2 separate regions of the Zea mays genome follow, and region 2 is linked to region 1. A link is a contact called in public Hi-C data. All regions are on one chromosome and are shown on one strand. Each heading gives the region's core, a stretch centred on a gene start, on an enhancer-like site or on the middle of the called end of the contact. The rest is flanking DNA. Distances are from core to core; before and after follow the strand shown. Region 1 holds the start of LOC100191399. Region 2 holds the start of LOC100216606.

Region 1 (7,916 bases), core at 2,785-5,284:
ATTGAGACCTACGGGTTATTCATGATCTTGCCCCCAGTGAGGTGCAATCAGAAACCAACCATGTGACAATGAACAGCAGGCTTTGCTAAAAGCACAGGTGGTGCCACATGTTCTGGTTCCAGATCACCATGCCCTGTATCTAGCATGTTCGTCAGCACGGGGACAGGCAATCAAGGCTGTCCACGGCCAGATGCATGTGATCTTTGAAGGCTTCACAAGGCTTGTCCTTGGAGCATAGTTGACTCATTTCTATCGAATGATTTCAAGAATAATGGAACGGCATGAGAGCGCATAAGTGTAAGTTCAATGTGGAAATTTGGCAGAAGATTGATTTATGAGGATTTTTTTTCCTAATTTGAATTAACTGGAAGCAGAGTACGCTGATACCAGTAGGTGCCACATCATCTGCATAGCTGGATAGAAGCTAGCAAAATATGGCAGGTTTCCAAATCAAACCATAAGATTCTCTTCTACTTTATTTTAATAGACAGATCATCAAGCATGTGATGCCATCTAAGTATCAAACATACTTTTATAGTTATCTATAGAAGCTAGGGGATGCTTTGACCAATTTAAGTACATAATAAAGTTGCTGTTTAGAAAAGAATACAAGCATTAGGAGCTACAAGATAGGGATCAAGGAATGGATCGGTCGGAGTCATAGGAAATATATCAAACAGTATGTCGTAGTAGTCTACCAATAAGAAAATGTGCCTAGAACTTGTTAGAAAACATACAAAACTTGTCATAACCATAGGACTTGTATCCGGAAGAAAAAAGTACCTCAAACATCTGAGCAAGCTCTCTGCAGCGGAAGCTTCTTGCATGGCTTCAGCAGCAGCTATTTGTGCCGATTCCCTGTACTTAAGAAGCTCCTGCCACAGAGACAACAGGGTATGGCAATTCAAAATTTCAAATACTCAGAAATGCTTAATACTGTGCAAGCAAAAAGTTTAAAATCATATCAGCTGTGTCAATGAATTTTAGCTATACCTTTCCTAGTTTGGCAAGTGATGGAGGGAGTGATGTCCATGAAGTGCTAATATCTGTTAGTTTTTTGCGGTTGGGAGGAATCTTCACTAGATTTGTAACATTCGAGTTTCCTAAGACCCCAGATGTTCTCTTTACAGTAGGAATATGCTTCTTGGCTGCTTTGTCAGCGTCATCTGAGGGAGCACTTGCGGTGCTCTTCCTAGCAGCTTTCTGGCTATCATCTTTAGGTGGCACCTTCTGGTCCACTGGTGATTTTCGTCTAGGAGTCTGCATATTAAGAATGTTCATATTATCTTTTTAATTTTGAGTAAAAATAAATGGTCAGTGCAAATGAGAACAACGCCATCACATTTCCTTGCCAGTTGCCACACATGATGTTATCGACAAGATAGTAATAAACAGATATTATGAGATTGTATGATCCATTATCACTGGGAATTCTAAACGTTGAACCAGCCTGAAGAAAGTGGCTGAACACAGTGGTCACTAGTGACACAAACTAAATGCATTATCTATACAATGATAGAGAGAGTCAGCATTTTACATACCATTGGCATCTTGTTATCAGACTTCTTGTCAGGTTTGGCTGTCTTTGATTCTGAATTGCCTTTTCCTTTAATATCCGTGTTTCCTTCCCAGCTTCTTCTCAAGGCCTTTGGCCCTGATCCAATACTTAACACAGAGCTACTGATCGAATTGGCAGCAGAGGGCTTTCTCCCGGCACTAGTAGCCTTCAAAACAGAAGCAGCCTTTTCTAACAAGGAAAGCCTAGAAGATGAAGCTTTCTCTGCTCCTTTTACTCTGTTCCTCTGTTTCAGATCATTAGAGAATCTGTCGAATGACGCAGGTAAAGAATAGACACTGGTTGGTGATGAAGGTGTAGACCTGGTAATAGCTGGCTTCACCTTTGATTTAACCGCTTCCTTCTTATCACCAATCACATTCAAAGCTTGTCTTGACAGTGAAGAGTTTGATTTGGTGAGCATCGGCTTCTTATTTTCCGTCCCGGTAAGCTTACGTGAAGCATTTATTTTCTCCAATTTGCTCGTTTCCTTTTCTAGCGACAAGATGCTGGCATCATTCGTTCCATTTGATGGTTGCGCTTTCTTGCTGCCATGAAAACTGGAGGAGCTGGTCACCACAAGATCCTCAGGGGTGCCAACGCAAGCATGGCGACCCGGAACTGGGCGAACTCCTCTAAGGATGGGAACAGGAGTGGCAGCCTCTAGACGGTCTACATGGATGAACTGGCCCAGCTGAATCTTGTCGCTCAAGATGAGATCATGCTGTTCCTCTGGAAGGGAAACGTAGGTCGCATGGGATGAATCCGACACCTTGAGGTAGAAGCCTTTGTTGGTGAAAAGATCGCTCCCGGCGAGCGCTGGGACGATGCTGACAACCTGAAGGAGCGAGGAGCGATGCTCGCCGGCGACTTTTACATCCGTGTTCATATGCTGAAGGAGCTTCACGAGGACACCGGGCACCAATGAAGCCATTGTCGTGAATCCTTAAGCGCATCACTCTGCATTATCCAACCAGCAGTGTGATTATCATGTCATCGTCATCTAATAAAAGCACGGGACAAATCGGAACCAAAAGGTAAAAATCCGGCAGGCAACCTGGCAGTTCCGACCAACACTCCTGAATGCAATAAAGGTCGCAACTTTTTCGTGAATCTAATGTGCAGAAACCTGTCTCACAAGTCACTGCAGATCGCATTTACTCATACCATACCAACCAAGAATTTCCGCACGGTGATCCGGATACGGAATGGAACCTAAGAATTGCACGGAGACAAACGATGATTTCAGAAAGGACACAGATGAACAAAATCGCGCGATTCTATTGAAGAGTACTATCACTAAACTGACAGAAACACACAGAACCCTCCTGATTGGCACCGGTGTTTATGCAGGAAATGCCGCTCGGAATACTCCGGCGGTGGTTCTGGACTGGAGGGAGTACGCCTGGGGAATATATGTCTTTGCTTGTAAGGAAACGAATTGAACTCGGTCCAACCCGAAACATGCTCAACACGACAAGAGGTACTCCACATACTAGTACGTAGCAGAAGTCATCAATGTAGGCGGCGGTGGTCCTGTCGTCCCCAAACCCAACTTTTCCCTCGACAAAGAAAATCTTCGAGAGAGAGAGAGAGAGAGAGAGAGAGAGAGAGAGAGAGAGAGAGAGAGAGAGAGAGAGAGAGAGAGAGAGAGAGAGAGAGCAGCTATCCTGCGAGAGAGGGTAAGAACACCACCAACCAAATCTTGCGCACGAAAAGTACTACCGCCGGTTGCCCAATCAATTCGTGCAACCTTAAACAACCTTGGACGCAAAGCAATTAGCGGAGGATATAACAGCAAGGAGCAGACACTTCGCACCAACCCTCACCCCAGGGTTGTCCTGAACAAGTGTTCTTCCTTGTCGGAGGAAGCGGCAAGGCAAGCAATGGCAAATAGTAATATTTCGGGGGAAGAGAGAGAGAGAGAGAGAGAGAGAGAGAGAGTCGATTGGGTGCAAAAGAGAAGGCAAAAACCCGCAAAAGCGAAGCGCTCGGAGAGGGAAGGAAAGGGAAAAGGGAAAAAAATCTTGGAGCAGGGGAGGAGGATAGGGAATCGGGGGAACGCGAACCTCTCGGAGCAAATCCTTGCCGCGCCTAGTGGTTTCTTCTTCTTCTTCACTCTCGTCTCCTCATCGGGCTTTGCTGTGGGCGCACGGAGGGGGAAAAAGGCTGGTTTGGATTTGGAGCAGAGAAGAGCAGGGCGGGCGGGGTCCTTCCACCGGCTCACCGCTGGCGGGATACGCAGCTCCGCGCTGGTGCGGTCGCAGGGCACGCAGGTCCGGTCAGCGGAGTGGGGAGAGGCGCGGCCGCGCGCGTCTCATCCGGTCAGTCGTCACATCCAAGGGGCGGAAAAAACAAGTCAAGGATGGTCTCCCGCTCCGCGGCTCCGGTGTCCGGTCTCCACTCGTTGCCTTCGGCTTGGCTGTGGCTGCCTCCAGCCCTGGAGTGGACCGCTCGCTCCAGCCGAGAGGAGCAGAGAGCTAGAGACGAGTCTCTCTACACCTCTTTCTCCAGCCAAGTTGGCTGTGTGGCCTGTGGGATACTAGGATGTGGAGTGAAGAGACCGGGCAGCCGGCGAGGGGTGGGGGTGCCCAGCCTAGTAACCGGCTAACCGCAACGCGCAGCTGACACACGCAAGCCAGCGGACGGCGGACGCGTCCACTGCTGTGCTGCTTCAAGCAGCAGCACAGGCACAAGCAAAGCAGGCGCCCGTCGTGGGCTCGTGGCCGGCCTAGGCCTTGCGCCCTTGCGTGGTGTGCAGTGCAGTAGGCACTAGGGGAGATGGCAGTCGGATTGCGGTGAGCCGTTGCTTTCCAAGGGGGGCAGACAGAGACAGGCTTGGCCGTTCGGGAGGAGGGAGTCTCCACATCACCTTTTATTTATTTTATCATCATCCTCTCGAAAGAGACGAGCGGAAAAGAGAGCAGAGCAGACCCAGGACAACCCTGCCTGCCCGTGATTTTGCACAGATCTCCCGCGAATTCGACATGATAGGGATCCGTATTAATGTACAGCACAGCGTACTGTCCATCTTTTGCACGAGGGAATGAACCAAGCACAGCAGTAGCGATGGCCGGTGCTGCCGCCGCCACCGATCGAATTGATGATTAGCGGCGACGACGTAGCCGGCGAGTGACTGGCACCCCGTAACCACCCCGCGCCCGCCGGTCGGCCGATTATGCGTAGTTATCAGTTTAGTACTGCTAATCGACGCGGAACAGTGCTCAGCGTGGTGGAGTACTCCACCTTATAGATGTCCAAACGGGCGGCACGGCCCGGCCCAGCCCGAGCCCGACTCAGCCCGGCCCGTTTGAGCCCGGCACGGTTAGGCCCAGCTACTTAACCGTGCCGGGCCGGGCCGCCCGACGGGCCCAAACCTCTTCCCGAGCACGGCACGGTCTAGGCCCGACCATGCCGGGCCGGCCCGAATAGCACGGGCCATTTAGTGACCCGGGCCAGCCCGAGCCCGCAAACACAAAACTATATTTAGCAAAAACACCCCAAAACCGATAGCACAAAAAACCGTAAAACTTACAGCACAAAACCCTAAAACTAAAACATATGACATTTGATAGATGACATCAGAGATAAAGAGATCTTAAATACAGAGAGTACAGTTTACATCACCAGATGTCCAGATCACTAGAATAGAGTAGGAACAAGAAGAATAGTAGGAGATTACAAAGTGTAGGGCCTAAGCTCTAAGGGTCATTAAGATAAAGTCCTTCAAATGCTTCTTCAAGGTCTTGGTCCACTCGACAACCAAGATATCTAGAGCTGTGAAACCAGCCTGTCACAAAAGAATTTATCCTCATGAGAACAAGATTTAGTAACAGACTTATTTGAACAAAATCAAGTATGCAAAATATACTGCTGACACTCCTCATATAGGAAGTCACCATCGAACACCAACAGTAATGATGGTGATGGAGTGTTTGAGAAAAATATTGAAACTCGTAATACCTTAACAATTAATAATGATGCAGAAATAGGATCTCTAACTCCCAAAACAGTCCAGACAAGTGAGTTGTCAGACCCTGCAGGAATTATTCCAACTGGAATTGATACAGCTTCTGCTCTATCACTCCTGAAAGTGCATTCATCCCTTTTGTGAGTTTTGGTGATTTGGATAACAACACATTTAAAGGTCTAACAAATTTGCTAAGTGTTGAACAGGGAATTCAGTATGATGAACATACTTGAATAGTGTATAATGATCAGTGAACAAAGTTCAACACAAGGTCAAATAACCAGTGAGACAATGCAAATGGATATAATATGGTCTCTATATTGGTTTGAATATATGGACAAGTCCTGAGAAATCACTATGCATAAATATGATCATAATAGAGGTTGAAGTGATTAAGAGGATTGGTCAAGCCAAAGTGAACAAGATATGAGGAATCGTGAATTGGCTTGACCATATTACTATTAGTCCATATATGAATATATGAGAATCAAACTAGAGCTTGATTGATCTTAGCAGTTATATCTAGATGACATTCAAGCAAGGTTCACAATATTGAAGAAATGATTCTCTCAATGGATGCTCAATAGGATGTGACTCAAGAATGGCTTGATAGGGTGAAGATAGCAAGGAAAGGGCTTCGAGGAACTAAGCGAAGGTGAAGGCCAAGCGACGGCTTGTAGACCGAGGTACCATGGCTAAGGTGAAGAAGAGAGTACTTGCACTAAGTCGATGAACTAATCAGCTATGAAGAGTTACAACATGTTGATGCATCAGTAAGGTGACTTGAAGCCATGATTTGAACTCATATATGGTGAAATGGCACAAGTCATAGGCTCGATTTGTGTTTGCTTCAAAAGGTGAGACAAAGATGTTTGTGATCCTTATGAAGCAACACCATGGAGAAATCACACTTGAGACACCAATGACTCAAGGAGTTTACTTAATTATATTTTATTTAACTTGAGTATAGGAATCGTCGTACTATCAAGGGGGATCCAAAAAGAAGGTTGGTGTTGGTACAAAAGCTCAAAAATCCTTGATCCAAAACTTCCATTTTACCCTTGTTAATCCTTAGTGAAAGTATGTAGTACAACCTTTTAAAGTCTATCTTGGTCAAAATTGATTTTTGGAAAAACAGGTTCAACCGGTTTTAAAACAGGTTCAACCGGTTTTTGCACTGTTCACCTTTTTTCAAAATACTGGTTCAGCCGGACACTCAACCGGACACTCAACCGGTTTTTGTCTGGTGGAAACAGGTTCAACCGGTTTTTGCACTGTTCACTTTTTTCTGCCAGTCTGCTGTGTCAGCCAAAAAGCTGTGCGCAGCTTTTTGAAAACCGGTTCAACCGGTTTTGGGACCGGTTCAACCGGTTTTTGAGCAGAAAAGTCAAAAACGGCTAGTTTTGGAGCCCCACCTATATATACTCACTCCTACCTCTCTCCCCACAGAATAGCACGCACAAAACTTCATTCCCAACCTGAGAAACACCTCCCACTCTCTCTCACACACCTCTTGCCTCTCCCATTTCAAATCTTTGGAGAGAAATCTTTGAGTGAGTTTGAGAGCTGCGGTTTTTGTGCTTCATCTCCAAATCTCTCTTGCTCTTCTTGATTCGAGCTTTGGTACTACATCGAGTTCTTTGTGGATTCATTACTCTTGGAGCTTCTAGCTCCTAGACGACTAGGTGTCTCTTGTGAGTCTCCAAATCTTGTGGAAGACCACAAGAAAGTTTGTATTACCCGCTCGTTTGAGTAAAGATTATTGTGTGGGCTTGACCTCTGTGGTTGGCAAAGGGAGGATTAGGGTTGAAAGAGACCCGGCTCTTTGTGGGCGCCTCAACGAGGAAGTAGGGCACCTTGGTGGTGTGACCGAACCTCGGGATAAATCTTGTGTCTCTTGTGTTCTTGCTCATTGTGTTTGTTTGTGTTCTTCGTTCTCTCACCATTGCGTGGAAGATTTGTTTATATATATTTGGTGTGTGGATTTTGAGAAGTGCCCTTCTCAGATCTACTATTTTGAACCCTGTGGATCAACTAGAACATCTCATTTCCAAAGTTAACTGGGTGAATTTCGAGATCAATTCAGTTTTACCCAGTTTGCTTCTAGTTTTTGTTGAAAAAATTTTAACTTGCCTATTCACCCCCCCTCTAGGCAACTTTCAACTCCTAATGAGAAGACCATTGAGCACCTGTAGAGCTATAAATAGTGAGCTAGCAAATAACATAATTATTCCTAACGAAATATAATATGAACCGTCTAAACTATAATACAAACAGTGCATGAGTAGTTTTAACAACTTCCATCTGAAAACCTGCAAGCTGCATCAATTTTATCACTCAATTAGTAGTAGCTAAAAGTAGCAACAAAAATATGTATGCAGTAAAAATCGA
Region 2 (7,916 bases), core at 3,448-5,947, 150 kb before region 1:
TTACCATTACCCTTTACGTTACATTTCGTGAACCAAACAGCACCTAAGTTACCAAACTAGCAGCTAGTTTGGAAAGAGAATCGGAGATTCTAGCCTTCTCAGTCTCCTTCAATTACCTTGCTCCCAAACTAACCCTTAACTTTCCACTTGTTCGGGGGAATCAATATGACAATAGTTCGCTGATTTAACTTTTGGCCTGTTTCGGGTGGTAAACTTCCATAGTACCACGAGCTCAAAGTTGAGCGCGAGAGAAACATCCAGACCGTTAACACTACCAGCGAAGCTTCGGAAGAATCATGGAACATCGTCTAAAATCTATTGGTCGGTGACGCATCACATCGATCATGGTTGATGATTGAACGGCAATCTCCCCGAAATGTGACGTAAAATCCAAGCCTGGCGTTCATGTCATCAAGCAAAGGCCCCCAATAAGCACCTTTTCATATTAGCCTATATGTACATTTCCAAGCACTGCACTGTTGATACCATATTCATGCAGCGAACAAACATGGATCCCTACAGATCGCAGTGCAATGCATTCAAGTAATATCCACTGCCACAGTGCAAACCGCCAAGTTGAAGTATTGAATAAGAACTGAAGATCGACTATGAAACGGCTACGTGGCGTTTTTTTTACAGAGAGTAGATGATAGCAGAACACGCTTATTTGTAGTGGTCAAAAGAATCATTGGTTGCTATAGACAAGCACTGCACTGCCCAAGCTACATACACTCGACATAATTTTGCCGAAGCATTTCAAAATCTAGCTCAAACATATATACCTTCATTTCCTCCTATGTTTATTGTGACTTAGGTTCTCTGTCTGAACTTTAACAAGATATGGGTCATACGTCACGAGCATTTCCTTTTGTTAGTCAGAAGTTATCTTTTGCTCGACGGACAACTCCAAGCACCCGATCTTCATCGAAATGATCTGGAACGGACAGTGTTCTCTTAATTTCTGGATTGGAGGTCCGCAAGAAAGGATTGCATTCCTTCTCCCTTCCAATTGTTGTTGGCACCTGCAAACGTGAAATTTGGATTAAGGATTTAAGGTCAGAGTAAAAGGTGGAAACGCTCTCTAGTTAAGTATTGCAGATGGATCATGAAATAAATTATGGATTCCACATTATGAAATGTCCACAAGAAAGAATAGAATCGAGGACTTTTAAGGTAAACAAAGCTAGAAATGCATAATTTCATGCTTAAGAAGCACTAGCTTGTCACAAAGACAGATAACATTACCGTGGGTATATTCTTATTACGCAGCTCAGCTGCATTTGCAGCATATTCCTGCAATGCTTTATTTCCCGGTTCTACACTCAAGGCAAACTTTGCATTACTCTGCATAGAGGAACATCAGGCATTAAATAACAGATAGATGCAGGAGACTGGAAATGAAATGAAAAATTACTCACCAAGGTATATTCATGCCCACAGTATACTTTTGTATCATCGGGTAGAGCTGTAATTTTCTGGAGTGAGGCATACATCTGCAATGAGACAGGCTCAAATGGTCATGTAATCTCAAAGATACATGGAACAGCATTTTCCATACCTTCTACAAAAAAGGAAAAGTTACTGAGCCGTAGATGATAAATTAAACTACAAAGAGTTCACAACCTTCTAGATCTTTATTAAATAACTAAAGCCCATTAAATCATAATAATCGTTAGATTTAATCACAATTATCCCTATGTTCAAACAAATGAAAGTACAAATACTGACATAATGTAGAACAAACTCAGTCTTTCAAGTTCATGAACCATTTTTAACCTATACACATATCTTGCTTACTCATGCTTATAGGTTCTAATAGTTGCAGCTGAGAAAATAATTTAAGTTCAATCAAAAAATTAAGAAACTCCAACAAAAATGTTTGTTGTTCACAACTAAGAGACTTCTTTAGTGAAATAAAAGCACTACAAAGGAGTAGCTTGTCACAGAAGTCCAGTAGCACCTTCACACAACATACATGTAAATGAAGATATTTGCAAGCAAGTGAAAAACCTGCTGTGGAGTCCCTTCAAAAAGCTTTCCGCATGATAGATTGAACAAGGTGTCACCTGTAAATATAGCTCCAGAACCAGCGAAATAATAGCACACATGACCTAATAAAAATACATGAAAAGTTAACGAAAAGCCTTCATGTGCAGTGCAGGAGTTAACTTTGAAGGCAAGAACGAATATAAGATGAGTCATAAGAAATTTTCCATCAAACACCTGTTGTATGCCCAGGAGTTTCCAGTACAAGAACTTGATGGCCAGCGAACATCCATGTGTCACCCTCCTTAAGCGTGATGTCAATGCCAGGTATTCTGTCCTTATCCTTCTCAGAACCAATTACCTAAAATGCATATGATCACCAGAAGACTAAATGAGACACACCAATCTTATTCTATATGCAATTAAGTATTTCAGGTGGCAGGAGCAATCCAGTGTAGAAACAATGAAAACTAAAGAAAAAATATTTGCGTCAAACAGTTTCCTTCAAATCACCTAGAAAATCATCAAAACTTTGATTTGATACTGTAGGCAAATGACATACTCAAACTTGAGGCATAGCCATTAGTATCTGCTCTGTTTTAAACTTCAGTTATATAATTCAATCTTGAAAACTATAAGTATTGTCGAATTTAACAGATACTTTATTGATAAGAATATACTTTAAAAAACACTCATAATAACTCCATCATTGGGTATAGCACTATTGTCTTCACTTTAGCTCATAACAAAAACCCATTTTGATTGTGTCATTGTCACATACTGTATCAGAGTCACTGAACGATACAGAAAAAGAAAGAACAAATAAAATAGCCCAAAGCTATACCTTTGCACCATATTTTGCCTTCAATTCCAAGTTTCCACCAGTATGATCATAGTGATGATGGGTGTTCAGTATATAAGTCAAGTTCTGGTTTCTCTTTTCCAATGCATTTATAATAGGCATAGCCTCAGAAGGATCCACTACTCCAACTGTTCCAGTATCAACATCATGCAGGATATACGCATAGTTATCTCGAAGGCATGGTACCTGCATATGAACCAGGACAGATGTTGATTGAATGACAAGAAATATCTACATATAGGAGGGTAATTATGTAAAGAGCAACAAATTCATGGTAACAGCTGATAATAAAAAAACCATTCAAAAAAGGCAACGACTAATATGCAAGCAGCCATTAGGTACAATCGTGCAAGCAGGTCTCTTGATCCGTTAGATCTAGATTTAACCGTATGCCATATTTAGCATTTAAATCATCCCACCACTACCTCGTGTAACTTTATAAAAAAACCCCTAACAAACCATGATTGCACATACGGTTGGATCTAGATCTAACAGACCAAGAAAGTTGCTTGCACGCTTGCACCGACTGCTTGCATATTAGTCGTTGCCTTCAAAAAATGTCTTATTTATTGTTTCCGCTATTCATAACAATGTCTACTATTTATTTATGATATCCACTATGATGATCTAGGTTAGGAGTCATGCTGTTCCATCTAAAGAAAGGTTGTCATTTGTGTGGAGGAAACTGTGAAAATAACATGCAAATTATGTGCCCACCAATGCATGCTTCAGCTTAACAATGTCAGTAATAGATTCAGCTTAACATCATAGTTAGGTAGAGAACAGAGGAAACAGAGCAAAACGGCAAGCATGAGCAAAGCAGTGAGAGAGAGTTGATCGAGAATGAGACTTCTTTTCATGGACATCAGCACTTTTCTACTAAAATTGCCTTGTATTTTCTTTCTACAAAGCAATGGCATCCAATTGTAAGAAACTCATCACAACTGATTGAAATAAAATAAAATCCACAGAACCAACTGTTTTTACCACTGGATTCTCTCCTAAAGAGCACCACCATATCAATACAAAAACAGGGTGCTTACATCGATAAGCATTAAGCAAATATTAATAAACAATAGACTCCTAAATACTCAATAGCTAGCTAGAAGTCACACGAGTATTTCAGACCACTTACAAGCTCAATTTGCAGCGACGAAGAGACGTTGGTCATGTTGCAGAGAAACCGTCCTGCGCCAAAAACACGACCCACTCCATACAGTGTCCTCAGTGGCATGACCAACAGGGTGCCGATTCCATACAGCAGTGGCTTCCCGGGCCATTGCTTCCGCACGCTTGGCAGCAAGGACGGCTGCCCCCTCATCTGCCAAAAAAAAAACATAAACAAGCCAAAATTTGTCAAGACCGTGAATTCACAGAGAAACTACTCACGCAACGGGTACTAACCACCAAACCCATCTCCATACCGTGCAAATCAATACAAAAACTACTTAGCTCGAGTAAAGGGAAGTAGGGATGTACTATAGAACCGATAAACAGCTCGGCATCTTTGCGATAGCGCGGGAAGCCAGGGGCTGTCGTGCGAAACGACTGTTCCGTTGGAACCGAGGCAGTTGGAGGTCACGGGGACGCGACGCGATGAAAATCCCCAAACCCAGATCCAAACCCCCCCGCCGAGAACCACCGCGAAAAGGGAAGAGTCGATGTACAGGTGAGAGAGAAGGGCGACCGTGGGGGCGGCGGCGGAGGAGGAGCAGCGCGGGAGGGAGGAGGCCACAATCGAGCACGCCTTCGACAGCATCCTCATCCCCGCTCCCTCCCTCCCTTGCTCGCAGCGCTGCCGCCTTCCGTTCCGACGAGGCGATGCGTGGCGTGGGGAGCGAGGAGAGAGAGAAGGGGAGGGGACGGCACGGCGACTAGTGGTAAAGATGCAGTGCAGGCACAGCGGAGGTTGGCCGGTTGATGGCGCTGGCTCGCCCGTGCCGGACCCACACGGACGTCGGACACACGGGGCCCTCGAGGGAGTCTCCCAGATCGGGGGCAGTCCGTCGGGCGATCGACGGCGTGGATGGGCCGCGAAGCGTGGTGCGTGGCGTGGGGCCAACGTCATGCGCTCGTGATCGTTGCAAGTGGCCGGAGCCGCGTGTTCCCAAAGGTGTGCGGTGCACGGCGCACGGCAGGCCCAGTACGTACAACTAAAGAGAGCCAGTGACATACAAAATATTGTTTATTTAGAGTCACAAAGTAAAATTTAAATTATAGATAGTTATAAGGGTTTATATAGCTAGAGAGATATAAATAGTTTATAAAACTTCTTTCAATACCATAAGATACTAAAATAAACTTAATTAATATGAGAGATGGTGTAAGAACAGAATACTTGCTCTGGCACTATTTCATAACAACAAGTTCTTTAAACAACTACTCCTATATTCTCTATCTTAAGGTCGCGAAGGTTTGTCCTGAGTCAATATTTTAAAACTTTGACCATTAATAACAAAATATTTATAAACATTGACTAAATAAAATAAAACTGTTATATTTATTATTAAAACATCTAGCACAATATATTTGTAAATATTATTGATCAAAGTTTTAAAACTTCAACTTATGATAAACCTTCAGTGCCTTAAGATAGGGAATGGAAGGAGTAGTTGCTAAGTCTTTATATTAGTCTCACTCATCCAAATTTAATCAGTTATTTAATTAGTTACTATAGAGACATAACTTTTACAACATGAACTTCTCTATAGTTACCCAAGTAACTACCACACGAGAGAATAATATGAATGAAAAATAAGTGTGATAGCAATCAAACAAAACCAGGTAACTGAAAAAATACAATGGTTTATTATTTATATTCTGATGCTAGCTAATAACTCACATTCCCATTATGGTGAGTCCAAGCTAAATGGTTCACACACTAATTAGTATCACATGTCAAACCCAACACTCGAGCATCGTAAGAACCACACTATAGTAACACTCCATCCGGCCACAATCCCACAAGAGTTGCTCTTTGGAGAGTAACAAGAGAATAACCAACACAATTTACTCAACTAGTCCTCGAGGTGCAAAAACAATTTTCAATACACTAGGAGCTCTCAAATTTCACATAAAAGATGGTCTAAAGGATGATCCAAACTCCACATGTTAGGTAATCATCCTCTATTTCCTTTTGCTTTCTTCTTCGCCGCGTGTTTTTCTTCTTCCTCCAGCGATTAAGGAGCCGACGAGGTCGGGGCCAGGGGAAACAGCCAAACAGGCACACATGCACCAGTTTGGCGTGGCATCGGCGAACGAGCGGACGATGCTGCAAGCTAGGTTGACAAGGCTACGATGACACGAGGTATGGCTGGGGCAGCCTGCAAGGTTCCTCCACTAATGTGTCGCAAGGAGAGAAAGAAAAAGAGTTACGTGAAAGAATAATAACAAAACCTTTTTTTTTCTATGTAATCAGTGGTAGTGGTACGACGAGTAATTTTTTCTAACTTTATCAAACTTGGATTTTGTAAAGTCATGTGTCGGAGAGGAAATTTTCTGACCGGGTGGCAGAGTGCACCCGCCCTAAGTCCAAAGATGTGGAGGGGCTTAAGCGTTTTGCCTGTTGCGAGAGGTATGAATGAACACAAGAATACGCAAGAGTTTAGAGTGGTTCGGGCCGCCGAAGCGTAATACCCTACTCCACTGTGTGTTGTATTGCTTGAGAGCTTGAGTTGGGTGTAAGCCTGGATGACTTGCGTCTGAGTCCCTTTGTAACATTGCATGCTCCCCTTTTATAGCTCAAGAGGGGCATGTACAAGAGTCCTGAGCCCCGACATATGGGTCCAGGAGCACGATGGATGTAAGACTTGGGGCAGCAATAGCTGTCTGCTGGAGCAATCTTCTCGCGTTGTGACACCCGCGGTTCGCGTAGTCTTGGTCTGCTGGGGAAGCTTCCCTGGTAATGCACAAGTGCTCGTGGACATAGCGTATTTGCGTATCCTACAGCACGAGCATACTGTTCGGATTAGACGGGCACGCCGCCTGCTACATGGCCTGGGCGTCGTCTGCCAACGGAGTGGACAGGACGCATTAAATGCCGAAGGGGCACATCACCTATCAGTAGGGCGGGCAGGCGGTGCATCCCCTCCGCAATAAATGCGGAGGCCGCACGGCCCAGAGTTCTTACGTCATGCTCCGCTCGCTGGCCTACGTCACGGGCAATAAGCCATGTGGCAGTATCGGGCCCTCGGCCGAGCGGGGAGCGGAGGCGTACCGAATAGGGCCCGTACACGTGTCAGCATCGGACCCATGCCTAGGCCACGGCGCTTCCTCCCCCAGAACCTTGTTATGGGTGGTCCGGAGCTTACTTGGTGGGGTCCGAACTCCACCCAATGGCTCCAGGTTGCTTTACTTTGTGGGTCCGGCTTTGTGCGCACAGGGGTTCTGCGCCTTCTTGAGGAGTTCTGGGCCTGATGATGGTGTCTCGGACAACGCACCTTAACCGCTCACGAGATACCCTTGGGGCTGTTCTCCGCGTGGCTAGGGATAGCCGCACAGGCATCATGCCTTCATACAGTAGTGAAAGGGAATTAGGCTTACACCTATTTCCTAATTGATTTTGGTGGTTGAATTGCCCAACACAAACATTTGGACTAACTAGTTTGCTCTAGTTTATAAAGTTCTACAGGTGCCAAAGGTTCACAAATAGCCAATGAAAAAGACCAAGAAACAGGTGTCGGGCGACAGCGACGGTGGCGGCCGACAGTCCGCCCGCCAGCGGCGGGATCGACGACGTCTTCCCCGCGTGGTGGAAGAACAACCTTCGGGCTCGCCCCGTCCTCTTCCCCGTCGACGGAGGAGGAGGAGGCGGGGCAACCAAGGCCAAGCAGGAGGCGGCGCCTCGTCGGCCATCGAGCGAGTCGACAACGCCAGCACTCCAACGGGGGGCGCGCCGGGCATCGGCCTCGCGCTTGAGACGAAGACGAGCGCTGTCTCCCCGCGACGCGTCAATCCCGAGCAAACGGACGACGCCAGCACGCTCGCGAAAGGCTTGCTGGGTGTCGCCCTCATACCTGAGACGACGGTGCAGTCAGTCCCCGACGTGACCTCATCACCGCCCGTCGAC

The links. Hi-C and Micro-C count contacts between places; a contact is called where the count stands out from the background.
Region 2: a contact with region 1 is called in a Hi-C map of leaf mesophyll, with 3 times the contacts expected there. The contact joins the promoter of LOC100216606 here to the promoter of LOC100191399 in region 1. A contact is called at or near these places in 9 of 25 Hi-C or Micro-C datasets (bundle sheath, ear, leaf and 3 more).

Annotation. Positions count from the first base shown.
Region 1 is chr7:146,370,585-146,378,500 of Zm-B73-REFERENCE-NAM-5.0, reverse strand. LOC100191399 reads right to left here and starts at 4,034. Exons shown (of 5, transcript NM_001358448.1): 1 at 3,625-4,034; 2 at 1,542-2,515; 3 at 994-1,260; 4 at 784-875. The coding sequence starts at 2,489.
Region 2 is chr7:146,525,932-146,533,847 of Zm-B73-REFERENCE-NAM-5.0, reverse strand. It overlaps LOC100216606, which reads right to left and starts at 4,697. Exons shown (of 8, transcript NM_001143019.1): 1 at 4,516-4,697; 2 at 3,984-4,169; 3 at 2,831-3,034; 4 at 2,224-2,347; 5 at 2,011-2,111; 6 at 1,419-1,493; 7 at 1,246-1,344; 8 at 496-1,022. The coding sequence starts at 4,169. The coding sequence ends at 876.